Linked DNA regions of Mus musculus: regions 1, 2 and 4 are each linked to region 3. Evidence: chromatin contacts called from public Hi-C, Micro-C and promoter capture Hi-C data. All regions are on one chromosome and are shown on one strand. Each heading gives the region's core, a stretch centred on a gene start, on an enhancer-like site or on the middle of the called end of the contact. The rest is flanking DNA. Distances are from core to core; before and after follow the strand shown. Region 1 overlaps Larp4b (La ribonucleoprotein domain family, member 4B). Region 2 has its middle 39 kb from the start of Dip2c. Region 3 holds the start of Zmynd11 (zinc finger, MYND domain containing 11). Region 4 overlaps Larp4b (La ribonucleoprotein domain family, member 4B).

Region 1 (3,015 bases), core at 81-2,580, 640 kb before region 3:
TTTAGAGTTAAGTGTTTGAAAATCAGATAAAACCATGTATATGTTTCTGTTCTCCTCCGGCTGGCTGTTCTGCAGCTTTAGATTCCATGTGCCATTTGAACTTCAGCACAAGAAGTCTGATGAATGTCAGGCAGGACTCTGTTGTCATTAGGATTTGGATTTGAGTGGCAGGAGCATGTGACTACTTTGCAAGGAGCTATTTTTGGTATGGGCTGTTGGCTTAGTCTCCAAACTGTAGCAAGTTAGTGTGAGACACATTTGTAGAGGCGCAAAAAAGGACGAACATTGTGATGTGAGTTCTGAAGTTTCGATATGGGCTGTTGCTTCAGCAAAGAACTCAGTAATGACAGTGACAATGAGAAAATTGGCCTGTTACAAAAATGTGTGGAAGAGAAGAAACCGGAGACCAAGATAAGTAAAACTTTATCTTCATTATTTGATACCCTTGAAGGTGAGGAGCTTCATACTGTTGAAAATGGACCCAGCAGAGCAGCCGCTGGTGTTACTGTGTGGACTAGAGTTTTTACCAGGTCCAGGCACAAACAGGATCATAGATCAAAGCAGTCATTGAATTCTAATTCCTCTACCACTTCTGAGTTCTTTTATGGGTCTGAAAATTTAGATGAGGTTAACAAGAATTTAGATACTGTTGCTACCGAAGAGAATTCTGAGATTGCCAGTGATCCACTGGGTATGAATAGTGATAGACAGGCTTGTTCTGAAAATGACCAGCCTTTCTCACGTGTGCCCATGTCTTCTGACCAGCAGGAGAAAACTTTTGTAAGTGACCATCTACAATGTTACCTGGCCACTTGCAAAAACTCATTAGAAAAAGAAAACGTGCTAAATGGTGGAATCAGTAGTTTAAATGAGAGTAACTCTGTTAGTGTGTCTGCTGGAGAGTTGCAAAATACAACCCGTATTTGTGTTGGTGACAAACTGTGTAAGAATTCAAGGGAAAGCAGATTTTATAGTATTTGTGCTGTAGATCTGGATTGTATGAACATGGATGAGGGACTGTTCACTCCCATGTATGGAACAGCTGCAGAAGAAAGCCATTCAGCTGTTACTTACCAAGTTTTCCAAGAGGATCGGCCCTTAGATAACAGGGAAGAGCATACTGCCTCAGATGCCATACAGAGGGCAGGAGAGCGAAAGCTGCAGCAGGAAGAGCTCTTACCCCAAGATGTCCTCGGCCCACGTGACACAAGAGAAGTGTCTAGTGAGAGAAGTGAATGGAGTTCTGATCCTTTGGTGGACAGTGCTGCATCTGATGAAGCACTCATCAGTGACCTGCAAGCTGAGTCTCTAAGGGCAAAAGTTCATGCCAAATTCCCTAAAGATCACACAGAACATAGTATATTACATAATACTGGCCTACTCCCTGAATTAACTATTAACATAGGCAGTGACTCATTACAGCGCATGTGTGCTGTATCTGAAGAGAGAGAGAGCAGTGCTTCAGGAATAGGAAGTCAGATGGGTGATTCACTTGTTAATTTACCAAGTGATAGTTCCCATGTTGATGGGATTGCTGAACCTGCGGCTACAACAGTTAGCACTTGTCAAAGTTTAAACTCTAAAATGGAAAGAGAGCACAACTCTGAAAAGCCACTAGACTGTAATGATTACTTCCACATCAGTGTTAGCAGGTCAGGTAGGACCCTTTCCTTTGGTCTAGATAAGATTAATTTAAGTCCTGAAAAGTTAGCGTCAGAGAGCTTAGACAGGGACTATCTCCCAGTTCATGCTAATTTCAAAGAAGCTGCCTTGAGCAAACTTGATGGCCCTAATCCTATATCCCACCGGGGACCAGTGTGTGTGGAGGAGCAACCCTTGGGGGATAGCAATCTGGAAACTGGAAGTATCCAGCTGGCAAACAGAGGTGAGCTGTTCTTGTGTTCTGAAAATAGTTCCATTTGTCAAGATGAGGATAAAATGAGCATTTTAGAGACGGAGAGCCGTGCCAAGAGGGAGTTGAAAAGTTGGTGTCAAGCAGATGTCTGTAGAGGTAATAGGGCAGACAAGGCTCAGAGAGAAACTTATGATTTAACGCAAGTGAAAAGTGAACCAGACACAGAAGAGGTGGTCCAGAAGGCGGATCTCCTGAAGCTTGGACTTTCACAAAGAATGCCAAATGACGAGTCTCACTCCAGACCGCATCAGGGCACAGTAACACCCCCTGCATTTATTTTCACTTGTACTGGTCCTGAAGCAAGGGAAACAGGCCTACATGACAAAACAGGAGATAAAGTACATGTGAAGAGCTTGGTTGGTGTATTACACAACCAATTCAGTGGGCCCTATGTACTAGCAAACGCTGAAAAGGAACCACAGAAAGCTAATTATAGAGAGATCTGTGAGAAGAACACAGGAAATGCCGAGTCCAGTTTTCATTGGGAAACCAGTGTTCTTAGCAAGGTTGTGCCCAATGGGAATATGGTAACTTGTATTGGTATTGGCATAGCAGCAGATCCTGACTGTGAAACTAATCAAATTGAAAACAGTTACAGAACTGATGGTGTGAATGAAGACCCAGACCTTACAGTTGTGCCACCTTTAAACCACAGTTTATTGTCACCTGAAGAGGAGTGGGCCAACAGTGACAGAAGCCCAGACCTGTGTCTCATTAACACTGAATCAATTCAAGATGTTTCTAAAGCCTTTGGTAATGATGCGTCAGAATTGAGCAAAGAAAAGCTAACATGCAAAGAAGAGAACGAGACACTTGGTTTGGATAAAGACAGTAACAATCCTAACAGCACTGGCTGCTTAGGCCCATGCAAGACAAAAAGGAAAAAAGCCAGGTCCACAGTTAAAGAGTCCACTTTACATGGGGAGATACAGTTTTTGGGAAACTCTGACGTGACTTTTAAGAAAACAGCATTACATGACTCTTCTGAAGTGTGCTCTTCTTTGATTGATGTCAAGTCTATACGAGTAGATATGCCTGCAGCTAGTCCTGGTAATGCTCCCCTGGCTATTCCTGCCATCCCAGCTGACAACACAGGATGT
Region 2 (2,818 bases), core at 294-2,793, 530 kb before region 3:
TCTGAGTTCAAGGCCAGTCTGGTCTACAAAGTGAGTTCCAGGACAGCTAGGGCTATACAGAGAAACCCTGTCTCAAAAAACAAAAAACAAAAAAAAAAAAAAAGAAAAAAGAAAAAAAAAGAATTATTCTTAAATCTGTCTGACTCGGAAATAAGTTAACAAACAGCTTTTATTCTAAATTAACACTCCAAAAGGGGGCAGGGGACAGGGATGGAGGGATAGAAAAGAGCTATCAGACCTCATACCAGATTGAAAAAAAAAATACTATTATCTCTTTAAAAAGAAACTTCATTTTTTTCAATGGAAAATTTCTTTATGAGAGCAAGGAATAATAATAATTTTAAGTCCCTCAGTTAAATCACAGAGCTGCTTCTCATCAGACTTGTAAAAATTTCATGAGGAGTACGTTTAGCCTCAGCAGCACATCTGTACAGGTATAGCACAAATCTGAGTCAAGCCCATTGCTTGTTTGGTGCTATTGAAAAAAGGAGAAAAACAATTCTGAAGGCACCACTCCTGTTCTTGACAAGGGAAAATGTTTTACGGAAGAAACCGGGTGCAGTGACACGGGCCTACAATCCTGGCCCCTGGGAATCAGAGACCGGGATAGGGAGTTCACAGCTATCTTTGGCTATGTCAAGAGTTTAAGGCAAGCCTGGATTTGAAACTATGTCTCAAAAACCAGGGCCTATGAAGAGGACCCAGTGGGCAAAGTGCTTGCACATAAACAATAGAAGCAGAGTTTGGACATCCAGAGCCCAAGGTGACTCTGTGTGTGGGTGTGCAGGGTGCCTGCCACCCCGTCACTCAGTGGGCAGAGGGGCATTCCCAGAGCAAGCTGGCTAGATAGACTAGCTCACTTGGCAAGTTCTGGACACAATACAGAGCCATCGAGGAAGACATCCAAAGCCCAAGTGTGCACACAGATGTGTGTGCACACCACATACACAGACATACTCTCAAATGACCAACATTTGAGATTATCAAAGGGTAACAAAAAATTAAAAGCCAAAAGAGAGCAAAAGAAAGCAAATACATGACCCGAGAGCTTTACTTGGATTAAGTTTAGAAAGGGGGAAAAAATCATTTTTTTGTTGTTATTTTAAAATGGAGCCTCACTATTTGGCCCTGGCTGTTCTAGAGCTTGCTATGTATCTCAGGCTGGCCTTAACTAGGTTTTAACTGAGGATGGCCTCCAAATCCTGATGGTCTGCCGAGTGTTGGGATGGCAGGGGAGTGGTCCCACAGCTAGCTTCAGTTAATCTTCGACACAAAACAGTCATGCGTAGTCACAGTACAACGTGGTCATCTACACGTGTATAGTGACAAATCCGATTAGGGTGACTGGTGTATCTGCCATCTAAATATTTATCATTTATTTGTTCTGAGAATGCTCAAAATCCCATTGGAAATATTCAGCTAATGGGGATCAATATTTACAACAGTTATTCAATGGGTCCAGATGCACCTCTGTTATCTGTGAACCTCCAGCCTCCGTGTCCCCTTCCTGTCCCCTCCCCTTCCTGAGTTCTGGACTCAGGATTCAGATTAATTTTCAGTTTCCTTTATAGGTGGCAACATGTGATATTTATCTCTCTGTGCCTCTCTCTGTGCCTGGCTTCTGCGATACGCTTTTAAACAGCTATCTGCTGCCAGTCTCACTATATCCCGCTGTTCTGGGTGGAAGCTTTTATCCTCTTATGGTTCTAGGTTTCGGCTAGGTTGTAAATGCATTTGGTGGCCACGATTGTTTTCCGTTTCCCTGGAGTGGAGATGGGGCTTCAGGATCTGGTCCTGGGTCCTGGATGGGAGTGGGTGCTTCCTGTTTTGGCCCTTCCTGGCACAATGCCTTGTGGGTCCTAGTGACGGCCTGTCTCTCATCCCAGCCGCCTTTATGGACTCCCCAAAGCACCAGAGTCCGTTATTTTGTTCTAAAGCACAGACACAGTTGTAAAACTGGCTTTCTGTCTTTTCTGTAGGTCTTCTTTTGTTTAGGACCAGGGACAAGGGACTGAGGTGCATATTTTACACACCAAAGCAGGCCTGGCCTCCAGGTTCTCCCAGCATCCCTCAGTCCTTACCTGGTATACCCCACCCCCAACCCTAAACTTTCTAGCCCAGAGGCTGGGCGGCCCTTCTTTCAGAGGCTCCTCTCTGTATAATCCAGACATTTTGGTCTCCCTGCTCTCCCTCTTTCTCTCTCCTTCTCTTTTTCTGTACCCTCTCCCTTCCCCCACCCCCTTTTTCTCCCCACGGTGACTTCCCTGGCCTAGGTCCTTGGGGCCAGTGAATTCATCCTCCTGAAAGCATCCTCCCAATAAACCTGCATTTAACATAATCTAATCTGGTTTGAATGGACTCATTTCACTGTGGGGAGAAATAGACACAGGAAGAATAAGTATATGAGCAGGCTAAGACCAGCATCTTAAGATTAGGAAGTGGTGAGCTGGGGCTGGCCCTCAGTTGGCAAAGGGCTTGCCTTTCAAGCAGGAGAACCTGAGTTTGATTTCCCAGAACCCAAGTTAAAAGAAAACAAACAAACAAACAAACAAACAACAACAAACAGTCTGGTGTGATGGTGTACACTTGTAATTCCAGTCAGCACTGGTAAGGCAGAGACAGGCAGATTCCTGGGGCTTGCTGGCCAAGTCGTCTAGCCTGCTTGGTGAATTCCAGGCTAGTGAGAGACCCTGTTAGAGAGAGAGAGAGAGAGAGAGAGAGAGAGAGAGAGAGAGAGAGAGAGTCTCTTCTGACTTCCACACGTGTGCTATGCCATCCATTGCACCCCCATATATGTATGTAAATAAATAAATAAATA
Region 3 (2,793 bases), core at 210-2,709:
AGGACCTGTTGAGGCAGCTGAGGCCTCGCTACCCGCTCGCCTGCAGCCCCGGGAGAGCGACGGACACCGGTCTCGGGTCTCAGGGGCGTTCGCTTTCATCGCTCCCCGTCCGCCCGCTCGCTACACGCTCCGCGCAAAGGCCCCAGGGCCTGGCCAAGCGGGAGGCGCGGGGACCGGGCGGGAGGAGCTCACAAGACTCCGCGGCTTCCCGGAGCCAGCAGGCCGCGCGCGGCTCTCCGCGGCCTTCCCGCGGGCCTGCTCCTCACGTCAGCCGGAGGTACAAGGTGCTGGACAGAGGAAACGCGCCCACCCCTCAGGCCTCACCGGCCTGGGGCCGTGCCTGACGCCACCGGCAGCCGCCGCCCGCCCGCCCGGGAGCCCGGGGCCCCGGCAGCCACCACAGCTCAGGCCGCGCTGCCGCCGCCGCGGATGCCTCCGCCCTCCCCGCCGCCCAGCCGCCCCGCCGCCGCCGAGCTTTCCCCACCATTATGCTGCGCTCCGTCGCCGCCGCCGCTGCCGCCGCCGCGCCCGGCCCTCCCTCCGGAGCCGCCTCCTTCCCGCCGCCCGGCGCCTCTCGGGCCTCAGCCGGCGACGGGCGCGGGGGGCGGGGGGGACGCAGGCCGCCGCCTCCTCCTCCCCGCCATCTCCTCCCTCCTCCCCGGCTCCCCCCGCTGGCTCAGCGCGGAGGGCTCGGGGCTCGAGGGGCGCCATGTTGGCGGCGGCTTCCACCACAGAAAAAAAAAAAAAAAAATGCCTCGGCGCGCGCCGGGGCGAAACCGGGCGAGGCGGCCGGGGCGTCGCGCGCCGGCTGGAGGCCTGGCCCGCCGCGCGCTCTCGCTCGCTCGTTCGTTCGCTCGCTCACTCACCGCGTCTCCTCAGCCCGACGGCGGCGCGGGGCCTGCGGGGCTGCAGAGGACGCCTGGGGGGCAAAGTTGGCATCCCCCAACCAAGAGGCGGTTCACACGGTGCGGGCGCGGCGGCCGGCCCGGCTCGCGGCCTCCTCGGAGTTCATTGTGTGCGCTTGAGTGTTTCCCCGCGCGGGGCCGGGCCGGGCGAGCGCGGGGCCGGGCCGGGCGAGCGCGGGGCCTGGGCCGAGCTGCGCACGGGGGGCTCTAGCGGCCGGCGCGGGACTTGCGCGGCCCGCGCTGTCTCCCCGCCCCGAGGCCGGGGGAGCCCGCCGCACCCGCTCCTACCTTCCCTCGACCTGTCTCCGGCGCCTCGCTGAGAAATCGGTTTCAGCATATTCTAAGGGGGTCCACACACGAACTCCATGTCAACACACACGTGCGAGCTACGTACGTGCAGGCGCGCTGGAGGCGAGCACCGAGACACGAGGGTAGCATTGTTAGGATCCGGCCAAGCCCGGTGGGCTGCGTTGCAGCTTGCGGTGTGGACCCGCTCGGCACTTTGCTTGGCTCCTAATGGCTCCGTGTTGGACAAGCACTCGCCCGTGTACTACTGACCCGAGTGGGTAAGACGGTATCCCTCGCTTTCCAATCCTGTGCTCAAAAAAAAAAAAAAAGTTGCAAAGACACCCGAGTTCCCCGTCTCAAATATGCACAAGTGGGACGTTTAGAAAGAATGGACCACCCATTATCACTCTGGTTAGAACATTACAAATTGCTGTGAGGAGTAGGTTATCTTTTCTAGTGAGCAATTCTAGATCTAATCAGAGGAGAGCCCTTAAGCTATATGGCTTTAAAAGTCTTGGGGGAAAAGTCAAAGCATATACAGATGTCATACGTTGTCCTAACAACCTTTGCCTGCTAGGAGTTTAAAAGGGGAAACCCATTAGCTAAGATTGCCTGTCCCTATTCTCATTGGATAGATGTACCTGAAAAATCACTGGCGACGCCCCTAGAAATCTAGGGTTCTTATACAAATTATCCATCTGTTTACAGTGCTGATCTCTAAGTTAGAACTTACTTAGAGTAGCATTGAGTTGGCTTTTTGAAGTACACCAGTCAAACGGTCTTTCAAACTGTTAACAGTTCTGCCACTGATACCAGCATCGCAGAGAGAAGTGTTTGCTCTTTTGATGTTTGTTTCTGGCTTCCCCCCGCCCCCACTTCTAAGATCATGAAGTATTTATAATTCATTTAAATAATAAAATATGGCATGGCTGGACAGCAAGATTGCTCAGCAAATAAAGCCACTCACCACCAAGCCTGAAAGTCTGAGTTCAAGCCCCAGGACCCACCTGTGTGATGGAATGAAAGAACCAGTTTATTTCAGAAGTCGCCCTTAAACTAGATGGGTGGACTAAAGGATGCCAGGGGAAATCATGCCGTATTGGATTGGACTGCTGGACTGGAAATCACTTCTTTAAGTGAATCACCTCTTTTTTAAAAAAAGGTCTTCTTTCAGCTGTAGAGGAATGCCTACTTCTATATTTCTATGTAGTTTGCAGAAGCTACTCAAGTATGAAAATTTTTCTGTGTGGGGGGGAGGGAAAGAGGGAGGGACACACACACTCACAGAGAGAGAGAGAGAGAGAGAGAGAGAAGGGGGGAGGGAGAGAGGGAGAGAGAAATACAGTTTAGGAAAACAAAGTGACTCCCCCCAGTTATACAGAATAGAAATAGCTTCTATTTTTACATATAACTCTCTTAGATAGCCTATCTATAAGATTTCCTATTTCTTTGCTATAGTTTCCCAGCCCAACAGCTTTATTAACTGCATTTGTCTGTCAACTGGGTGAGTATATGAGGGTGGGTCAGAAGGCCAGTGGCTGGAGGTTGGACGGAGGTTTGGAAGACCAAAGTAATGTAGTTGTTTCTGTGCAACCTGTGA
Region 4 (2,700 bases), core at 181-2,680, 610 kb before region 3:
ACATGTGGAGGAGAGTGCCCAGTGAAGCCTTTGCACTGTACAAACGATACAGGCCGGGAGGAGGCAGAAGGAAACAAACGCCTGCCTCTTTTTGAGTTCTAATGAGAAGGAAGTATGTTTCTAAAAAGGGTACACTTTCTGTGGGCACAGACCCTTGGCTATGTGGTTGCATCTCCCAGAAGTGTCAGATCTGTAGAGGAATTGTCCCAGTAGTGCTCTTCCCCCACGTGCCTGCCGCACAGGCCTGCCTTGCCGAGGTCTTCCTGCAGTGGCATACTCTTGTCACCTCTTGTCATACTCCTTGTCTAGATACCTTTTCTGTTGTTTTATATCCAGGTTTTCGCATTTAGGCCCTTTTCTGAGGTATGTTATGTGTAAAATTATGTATGAGTTTAAGCTGGAGTTTTGTTTGTTTGTTTGCTTGTTTTGTTTTTTCGAGACAGGGTCTCTGTGTAGCCTTGGCTGTCCTGGAACTCACTCTGTAGCCTATACTGGCCTTGAACTCAGAGATCTACCTGCCTTTGCTGGGATCAAAGGAATTAAAGGTGTGTGTTACTACTACCAGAATGGTCTTGCCACATTTAAAGTCTCCTAAACTTAGGTCTGAGTTAAGAGGCTCTTGTAGCATGTAATTTTCTTTGTCTTAATTTTTAAGTTAACCGACAAGGTGTAATGGGTCTTACTACTGCATTGTGGTGCCTGTGTATTATTATGTTTGTTCCCACTAATTCTCTTCTCCCATGCCCCCCACTTTCTCCTCTCCGAGAGTCGCCTCTGCTTAATGCTAGTGTGTTACCTCTGCTTTTCCCTCCTCTCTCATGATCTTCCTCCTAGGTTCATGGTCTCTTCCCTGCATCTGCCTACCACCCTTCAAGGCTAGGTTCCAAATATTAAAGAAAATGCACAGTACTTATCTTTGTAAGGTTTGGTTTGCTTCACATAATAGGATGGTTCCGTTTCCTGGCTCTTATAAATAAAAGCAGTAATAAACATGGGTATGTGAATACTCAAGGGGAATATAGCTGGGTCACGTGGTAGTTTTGGTGTCCAGACTGGTTTCTATAGATAGTGTAAATTGGCTACACCATCTACACTAGTGGCTAGTTAGAGTTCCTCTTTTTTTTTCCCCCCAATTTTTTATTAGGTATTTACTTCATTTACATTTCAAATGCTATCCCAAAAGTCGCCCATACCCTCCCCACCCCCTGCTCCCCTACCCACCCACTCCCTCTTTTTGGCCCTGGCGTTCCCCTGTACTGAGGCATATAAAATTTGCAAGACCAAGGGGCCTCTCTTTCCAATGATGGCCGACTAGGCCATCTTCTGCTACATAATGCAGCTAGAGACATGAGCTCTGGGGGTAGGTCAGCATTTGTATCCTTCCCTATCCCGGGCTCAGAAAGAGTCTGTTTTTGCATTCCCTGAGGCTGAGGCTGCGGGTGCCTTTTCAAGTGTAAACTTGCCAGTCAGTGTTTCCTTTGAGGACTGAGTAGTGTCCAGTTCATTGGCCCATTTATTAGGTGGATGATTTGGGGTTTGGTGTTTAGTTTTAGATTTCTTCAGATATTCTAGATATTAATCCCGTGTCTGTTGTGTAGCTGGGAGAGACTTTTTTTAAGCAGTATATTTTTTATGGGTTGTGGAGTTTGTCAAGTAGTGGATTCCATAAAAGTATTTTCGTCACTTTAATTTTTTAGTCAAGGAATGATATGTTAGCTCTAATAGCTATTTTAAATCAGAATGTCTGTTTCCTGTTAGTATGGAAGAAAATTGCTTAGGTTCTCCCTCCCTTTCCTTCTTCCTTTTCTCAGCTGTATGGGACCTGTATTTCTTTCAGTTCAGTGAAAGATCATGGGAGGAACTGGAAGGCCTCAGGCAGCTAAGTCCTTGGAAAGTAATGTGTTTACTTGGAGAGTATTTGAAACCGCATGCCCCAGAGGCAGAAAGGTGATCTCACTCTTCTGTCTTGTTGTTATTGGTGGTGATGCTGGTGATGGTGATGATAGTGATGGTTATGTTTTCGTGCCCATGTGCAAGAGTGTGAAGTTGGTGCTCTCCTTCTGTCTTTATATGAGTTCTAGAGATGGATTGAACTCAGTCACCAGGCTTGAACAGCAGGTGTCTTTACCCTTCCGGAGCCATCTCACTGTGTCCCCCACCCTTGGTTTTGATTTTGGTTTTTTTAAGAGGTTTCTCTGTAACCTGACTATCCTGGACACGGACACACACACACACAACTCACGCAGGCCATTAGGATCCTTCTGCAGTAAAGCTTTACGAGAGATAGATGATCAGCTTCAGGAGAGGAGACCCAGAGGGCAGAAAACCCTTCCCTTATATAGGCTGCGAAGTACGGTTAGAAGTACGGTTGGAGACGTGCACCACCAGGATTGGCTGCCCACCTTCAGCCAGATGAAGCCACGAGAGAGGCAGGGCTCAGGTAATGGAAAGATACCCTGACGCCTGCGCACATTTTACTACGAGCAACTAATGTCAGCGCCATCTTGTAACGGCGACTGTGAGGGCGGCTCCTCACAACATACCACACCACACTACACACACACACACCACACACACACACACACCACTACACACATACACACACACACACCACACACCACACACATACACACACATACCACACCACATACTACACTACACACACACACACATGCCTGTGTGAACCAATGGAGAGATCTG

The links. Promoter capture Hi-C pulls out the DNA fragments that hold promoters and counts their contacts. Hi-C and Micro-C count contacts between places; a contact is called where the count stands out from the background.
Region 1: a contact with region 3 is called in a Hi-C map of bone marrow-derived macrophages, with 12 read pairs. The contact joins the enhancer-like site here to the promoter of Zmynd11 in region 3. A contact is called at or near these places in 1 of 484 Hi-C or Micro-C datasets (bone marrow-derived macrophages), 6 of 115 datasets of contacts at active chromatin or transcription factors (the 230-238 cell line, bone marrow-derived macrophages, cardiomyocytes and 3 more) and 1 of 9 other capture datasets (adipose tissue).
Region 2: a Micro-C map of the G1E-ER4 cell line shows a contact between it and region 3. The contact joins the enhancer-like site here to the promoter of Zmynd11 in region 3. A contact is called at or near these places in 1 of 39 promoter capture datasets (embryonic stem cells), 1 of 484 Hi-C or Micro-C datasets (the G1E-ER4 cell line), 7 of 115 datasets of contacts at active chromatin or transcription factors (SST interneurons, embryonic forebrain, embryonic stem cells and 2 more) and 2 of 9 other capture datasets (embryonic stem cells and macrophages).
Region 4: a contact with region 3 is called in a promoter capture Hi-C map of embryonic stem cells, with 3 times the contacts expected there. The contact joins the enhancer-like site here to the promoter of Zmynd11 in region 3. A contact is called at or near these places in 1 of 39 promoter capture datasets (embryonic stem cells), 13 of 115 datasets of contacts at active chromatin or transcription factors (the 230-238 cell line, SST interneurons, bone marrow-derived macrophages and 9 more) and 5 of 9 other capture datasets (adipose tissue, embryonic stem cells, liver and 2 more).

What each region holds. Positions count from the first base shown.
Region 1 is chr13:9,127,726-9,130,740 of GRCm38.p6, forward strand. All of the region lies in intron 3 of Larp4b (La ribonucleoprotein domain family, member 4B), which reads left to right. Among named protein-coding and RNA genes, the nearest start is that of Larp4b, 35 kb to the left of the region's middle. Within about 2 kb of position 1,331, at least 45 of the 459 cell types and tissues checked have an H3K27ac peak or open chromatin away from gene starts, as enhancers often do. A contact at or near this core is called in adipose tissue, bone marrow-derived macrophages, cardiomyocytes and 1 more, where this site is marked.
Region 2 is chr13:9,236,123-9,238,940 of GRCm38.p6, forward strand. No RefSeq gene overlaps it. Among named protein-coding and RNA genes, the nearest start is that of Dip2c, 39 kb to the right of the region's middle. Within about 2 kb of position 1,544, at least 4 of the 459 cell types and tissues checked have an H3K27ac peak or open chromatin away from gene starts, as enhancers often do. A contact at or near this core is called in the G1E-ER4 cell line, where this site is marked.
Region 3 is chr13:9,763,862-9,766,654 of GRCm38.p6, forward strand. It overlaps Zmynd11 (zinc finger, MYND domain containing 11), which reads right to left and starts at 1,460. Exons shown (of 15, transcript NM_001199141.2): 1 at 1,194-1,460.
Region 4 is chr13:9,154,026-9,156,725 of GRCm38.p6, forward strand. The region is part of intron 11 of Larp4b (La ribonucleoprotein domain family, member 4B); the gene reads left to right. Among named protein-coding and RNA genes, the nearest start is that of Larp4b, 61 kb to the left of the region's middle. Within about 2 kb of position 1,431, at least 16 of the 459 cell types and tissues checked have an H3K27ac peak or open chromatin away from gene starts, as enhancers often do. A contact at or near this core is called in embryonic stem cells, where this site is marked.